Linked DNA regions of Ovis aries: region 2 is linked to region 1. The links are chromatin contacts, called in public Hi-C maps. All regions are on one chromosome and are shown on one strand. The core of a region is the stretch at or near the end of the contact, and the rest is flanking DNA. Distances in the headings are between cores, read along the strand shown. Region 1 holds the start of NRP1 (neuropilin 1). Region 2 overlaps NRP1 (neuropilin 1).

Region 1 (2,730 bases), core at 120-2,619:
TCCGCCAAAACCTTTGACCAGAGTCTTCCTGCCAACATTCCTAAATCTCTTTTGCCAGCTCTTTGCGCCAGGTAGGACTAAGGCTCTGCTTTCGGGTGTGTGCAGAAACGCCGTTCCCAGAAGGCGGCTGACCTTTTCACCTTCCCCACGAACTCCTTCGGAGGGGTCCCTGGGCATTTACCTTCTCAAGGGCCTGATCCGTAGCCAAAACCTGTTTGGTCCCTGAAATGTCCTTGCTATTCCTATCTGCAGAGGCTTTCTGCAGCACTTCCCGGAAAACCCTTCGGGGACCGAACTGGGGGGCATCCAGAGCCCACTGAGGACGCGCTGCAGTGGGAGGCGGGGGTGGGCCGGCGTGACAACCGCCTGTAGCCGGAGCGGGCACCGTGAGAGCCCGGCCAAGAGCAACACCCCGCCCCCGCCCCCGCCACTGTTCCTGCTCCCCGGTGATGCACAGGAGCCCCGACCGCTGGACCCCTCATTTCCAAACCCCGAGCACCTGGGCTCCGAATAAGCCGGCTGGGTGGGGTCGGGCAACGACTGCCCCCTAGCTGGAAGGCTCACCACCTTCCACCCTTCGGCGTCCCCTCTGGCCGGGAGAAGAGGACATCAGATCTTCGGCAACAATGGAGCCCGCGGCGCGCGGCAGACACCCGGGCTCGCCAGGCGCCCAGCCGCGCGCCCCGATACGGGGCAGGCAGGCCGGGCGGGGCTGCAGCACAGCCTAGTCTGCGTGAGTCTACTGACTCGGCTCTGCGTGGCAGCGATACTGCCGACTCTCGCCCGGCTCCGGGGTGCGTCCCCAACCCCAGCCCCTTTCCTCGGCCCCTTCGGGCCTGATCCGCAACGTCCAGGGGCGCCCTGCTGCTCCTGCCCCAGGTCACGACCCCAGGTCACGTCTCGGGCGCCTCCCGAGGGTTTCGGAGTTGGGAGAAGCAGCCGCCACCTCCCGGGCGCGCTGCCTGTCTCCGGCGGCCGACCCCCCAAAATCTTAGCGGAACTGCCCGCTCTCCCCCGGGGGCCCGAGCGAGCATGCCGAGATGGGCTAGCCCGACCCTGGCGCTGCCACCGACCTCGACGCCCGGTACCCCCGCAAACACATCCGGCACTCGGCCCTGGGCACGGAGTCCCGGCGCCTCCCTGCCGGGGAAGATCCCAGCAGGGCTTGTGGGAGAGACGGACAGACGGACGGGGAACGTTCAGGGAGAGAAACTTGTTCCTCCCCGTCTCTTGTCAGGCAATCGCTGGCGAGCCTGTGCGGGGAGAGGGGCGGGGGGAAGCGAGGGAAGGGCTCCAGAAGGGGAGGGGAGGAGGCAGTGGGGGAGGCGGGGGTGCAGTTGGTGAAACTCCTTCGTCTCCCGCTCATCTTTTCATTGCTTGCTCCTCTTCGCGCAGACACCCCGACCTCCCTTGGGCGCCAGCTCCCCGGATCCAACGGGTCCAGAATCAAGCCGGATTTTTTTTTTTTTCTTTCTTTCTGGAAATTGGCGTTGGTGTGTGTTTCTCTACGTCCCTCCTCCCCCTCCCACACCCCCTACGTTTTTTTTTTTTTTTTTTTTTTTTTGAGACATGGCCCGGGCAGCGGCTCCTGGAAGAGGAACAAGTGTGGGAAAAGAGAGAGGAAACCGGAGCTAAATGACAGGATGCAGGCGACTTGAGACACAAAAAGAGGAGCGTTTCTCTCGGATCAAGGCATTGCCTCAACGCTTTTCTTTCTCCAAAACGGTCTGAGGATTTTACAGCTCCGGGAGGAGTGAAAGCGCTCCGGATCGTGGAGATCGCCCCGGTGCTCTGTTTTCCCCGCACGTTCGGTTCTCCCGCGTTCGCCCCGGAGACCTGGCGAAGGGAGGATGGAGAAGGGGCTGCAGCTCCTGTGCGCCGCGCTAGCCCTGGTCCTCGGCGCGGCCGGCGCTTTTCGCAACGGTAAGTGACAGGCGGAGGCGCGCGGCCGCGGGGGTGAACCCGGTTCCCGGCTGCCCGCTCCGAGCTGCCGGGACCCACCGGGGAGAGCCGCCTCCCGGTGAAGGAAACTTTTAGCCAGACGGAGAAATAAAGAAATAAGATTAGTCGTTGTAGGTAGGGCAGGGAGATTTCACGTCCTCTGACTCCCTCCTGAAGTTGGTTGTTTGGCCATGGGGTTTTTCCCACCTCTGCTACGAGGCTGAGCGCCCTACCTTCCCAGATCAGCGCACCAATTATCTTAATAATGTTTCCTCCCCAAGGCAATTAGAGGAGACTCCCTTTCAAAAATATGATGGCTGTTGAAAGTTAATGAACACTTTACCGGGAGCACTTCCTGATTCTCCGACAGCTCCCCAGAACTGATTCCTCTGGTGGGTGCCCGCAGGAGATAGCGGTTTGCGGGTGGGTGTTAGTCCCTCCTCCGCTTTTTCAAACCAGCCCTGCTCCGTCTGGAGTATGAATGAAAGTTATATCGTGTCAATAAAGGAATCTGATACACACGCTGTAAGGCACCAGGATATGTGAAAATCCCCTAACCTAGTTGCAGCTTCCACTTAGCTTTTAAAACCACTCAGTGTTAAGTAAATGGAAGACCGTGCTGGGTTAGAAGCAGTATCCTGTAACGTAAATAATGTGTTTTAAAATGGGATCTGGTTGTAGGCATGTTCAACTTACACTGTAAAGTAGGTGGAAGCAAGGGGGCGGGTGACATTATCTTTACAGTAAGTCTTCAGCAATTATTATTAACTAATTATCAAATATTTACTT
Region 2 (2,730 bases), core at 118-2,617, 130 kb after region 1:
TTGACAAACAGCAGGATATCAGACCTTAAACTTTCATCATCATCTGATTTTGCTGAAGCCACTAGAGAATCAAGCAGAGGCTGAAGATTTCATGCTGAAGATTCTTCTCAATAGAATATGTTCAGTGGGCATATAATACGCATGTGCTATCTGGGTTGTCATCAGATGCATGAAAGCCTGTTAATGCTCTGCCAGGAACTGATGAGAAGCCCTGCATTTTAAATCCATCTTCCCCTTGGCAGAAGGCTCTTACCCTCCAAGGATCCCCAGACATTCTCTAAATCAGTTCAGAGTATGTTCATGACCCACGGTTACATGGACCCAGGCACCTCTGCTTATTTCCAGCCTATGAGTAAGCGAGCTCACATATCCAATAGAAGTTCTGAAGACCAGATTTGAAAATTAAATCCTTGTGCATATATGGTGCTAATGATGTAACTCTGGGCAAGCTAGGTCCCCCAGGCACAGCTGGTGCTGGCTCACAGCAGCTATAAATTTGTTTTAAGTTCAGAATATTGTTTCCTGCTATTTTTAAGAGTCAAGAAGGGATTTAGCCAGATTATTCCCAATGAATTTAATGAGAATTGTGCAGCCATGGGGCCTGGGTAATATTTTGAAGATTGAAAGGTCAAATGGACATTGTCCTGTATACTAATTTCATTTGTCCATTGGCTTTTTTCTCTTTCTCTGCCGTTATCTCCTCTGCTTCTGTCCTTCTCTCTTCCTCTTTCCATTTCTAGAAATGTCTGTGTGTATTTTTGTGAGTTTAATAGCCTTTCTAGCCAGGCTTGAATCTTCAACATTGAGCTGTTCTGTCTCCATGCCCATCCCCCGCAAAAGGTACTGATTTAAAAAAAAATTCTAATTTAACAAGATTGCCATAAATTATATATGATTGAGCCAAAGAGATAAGAGTAGTAAAATATGAAAAGTTTGAGTAGTCACTGTGTAAAATTCATAGATTGGAAAGAACAGTGGAAGATAAAGGTTGACTTCCATTCACTCGAATAGGAGATGTCAAAATTAGTCTTTCAGGCAAAGTCGCCCTTTGTCTTGGCCACAAAAATACCCAAGTTCATTTATTTTATGACACTGCCAGAATAGTAATAGCCAAATTATGGATGGTGTGGTTTTCTGTAAATTATACAATAAATTTAAAGTATTAACAAGGCAGATATTACCAGAAATGTGTATGCTGTAATGACTGACTGCCCTCCTCTCTGTGTAGGTCTTATAAATGACATTTAAGGAGAAAACCTAAAACCACACACATATTAATATTTTTCAATATTAACAGTTTCTAACACAAGATTACACAACAGCACATTCCAGGGCTGTGGGTGTTGACATCCAAGGTTACTCAACTACTCCTTCATTGTTCAGCTGACTACATCTGCAAAATTCAGTCATGCTGTACAGAAGGGAGGATTTTGGAGAGGGTTTCTCATGCTTTAAGAAGCCCTATTTCATGGTTATGATGGACTGGGGCATAAAATATGTATCTCCAGTGACACTGCCGCTGTGAAATATAGCCCTTTGCACAAACTGAAAGTGCTTGTGTTATACACATCACATGACTTACTAGGCTTTCTTTCTCCAGCTGGCCCCGGTGAGTCCTTTGGCAGGTCACACTGTCATTGGAAGGGAGAATCCATCTTGCTCAGTTTTGAGGATGGTATGGTGCCTTCCTTCCAAAATTTCACATTAGCATTTGAAAGGAGTTCCTTGGAAACTAAAAATGCAAAGTAACTCATTCTTAATGCAAAGTAACTCATTCTTATCTATTCAGTAAATCTCCCTTACCCTGCCTCCTGCCTGCCATTGTTGAAGTGGGGGAGGGGCAATGGAGCCCAGACTCAGTAGAAAGCAAATATTTGTGTTAAACACTTAGACAAAGTTAAAGGAAAGACCACAATGAGATAGGCTCTCAGCCTGACCCTAATACAGCGTAGAATATCATACTTCCCTTTTGCTACAGAGAGATTGTTGAGACTTATTTTTTAGATCAGCAGGCAAGCTGCTGGGGGCACCTTCCTTTTCGTCTCAATGCTGCCATCTTGTGGACGCCTGAACTCAGTGAGAAGCAATGACCGTCAGAAAACAGCCCCTATTGTGTGTTTAATTTTATATTCAGGAGATGGGTGGGACTGGCAGAAAGAAAAGAATTTTATCTTTAGGATTATTTTTATTGTTAGCTCCAGTTTACCAAAAATAATTCCAAATATCAAGGGCTTCATTTTCCCCATCCTTAAAAAGTTAACCAAATTCCCCCAGCAAAAATGTTGAGTAAAAACTAAGGCTATACAAGTTAGGGAAAAAAAAAAACCAACAAACCCATAGTCAAATAGCACTTTGTAGAACACATGAAACAAATCATTCTTGAGACTCCCTTCACGCTTTCTTTTTAGAACCCAAAGGAAGCATTTTGAACATTAAAAAATATACAAGTGGGTACCCATTCAAATATGCTTTGGCTTTACTTGACCCTATATTGCAGTTTTAAGTGGGGCAAACAATTTATATGCAAATCTGAAAATTCACTAAAGAAGCAGAGATTTCCCACTTAAAATTAATTGACCTGATATAAAGCACAGAAGTTAAAAAAAAAAAAAATCTTACGAAATGCTTCAGAGATCTGCCAGTAAAAACCTGGAGCATAAGCTGGTGTATTGAGAATACAGATAACCTCCAGGGTGAGATACTCAGCCAAGTCACGTTTCTAGACTTTGG

What was found. Hi-C and Micro-C count contacts between places; a contact is called where the count stands out from the background.
Region 2: a Hi-C map of liver shows a contact between it and region 1, with 6 times the contacts expected there. The contact joins the enhancer-like site here to the promoter of NRP1 in region 1. A contact is called at or near these places in 7 of 16 Hi-C or Micro-C datasets (hypothalamus, liver, muscle and 3 more).

The regions. Positions count from the first base shown.
Region 1 is chr13:18,965,961-18,968,690 of ARS-UI_Ramb_v3.0, forward strand. It overlaps NRP1 (neuropilin 1), which reads left to right and starts at 1,370. Exons shown (of 17, transcript XM_027976579.3): 1 at 1,370-1,923. The coding sequence starts at 1,851.
Region 2 is chr13:19,098,799-19,101,528 of ARS-UI_Ramb_v3.0, forward strand. All of the region lies in intron 12 of NRP1 (neuropilin 1), which reads left to right. Among named protein-coding and RNA genes, the nearest start is that of TRNAC-GCA, 34 kb to the left of the region's middle. Within about 2 kb of position 1,368, at least 12 of the 54 cell types and tissues checked have an H3K27ac peak or open chromatin away from gene starts, as enhancers often do. A contact at or near this core is called in liver and tail adipose tissue, where this site is marked.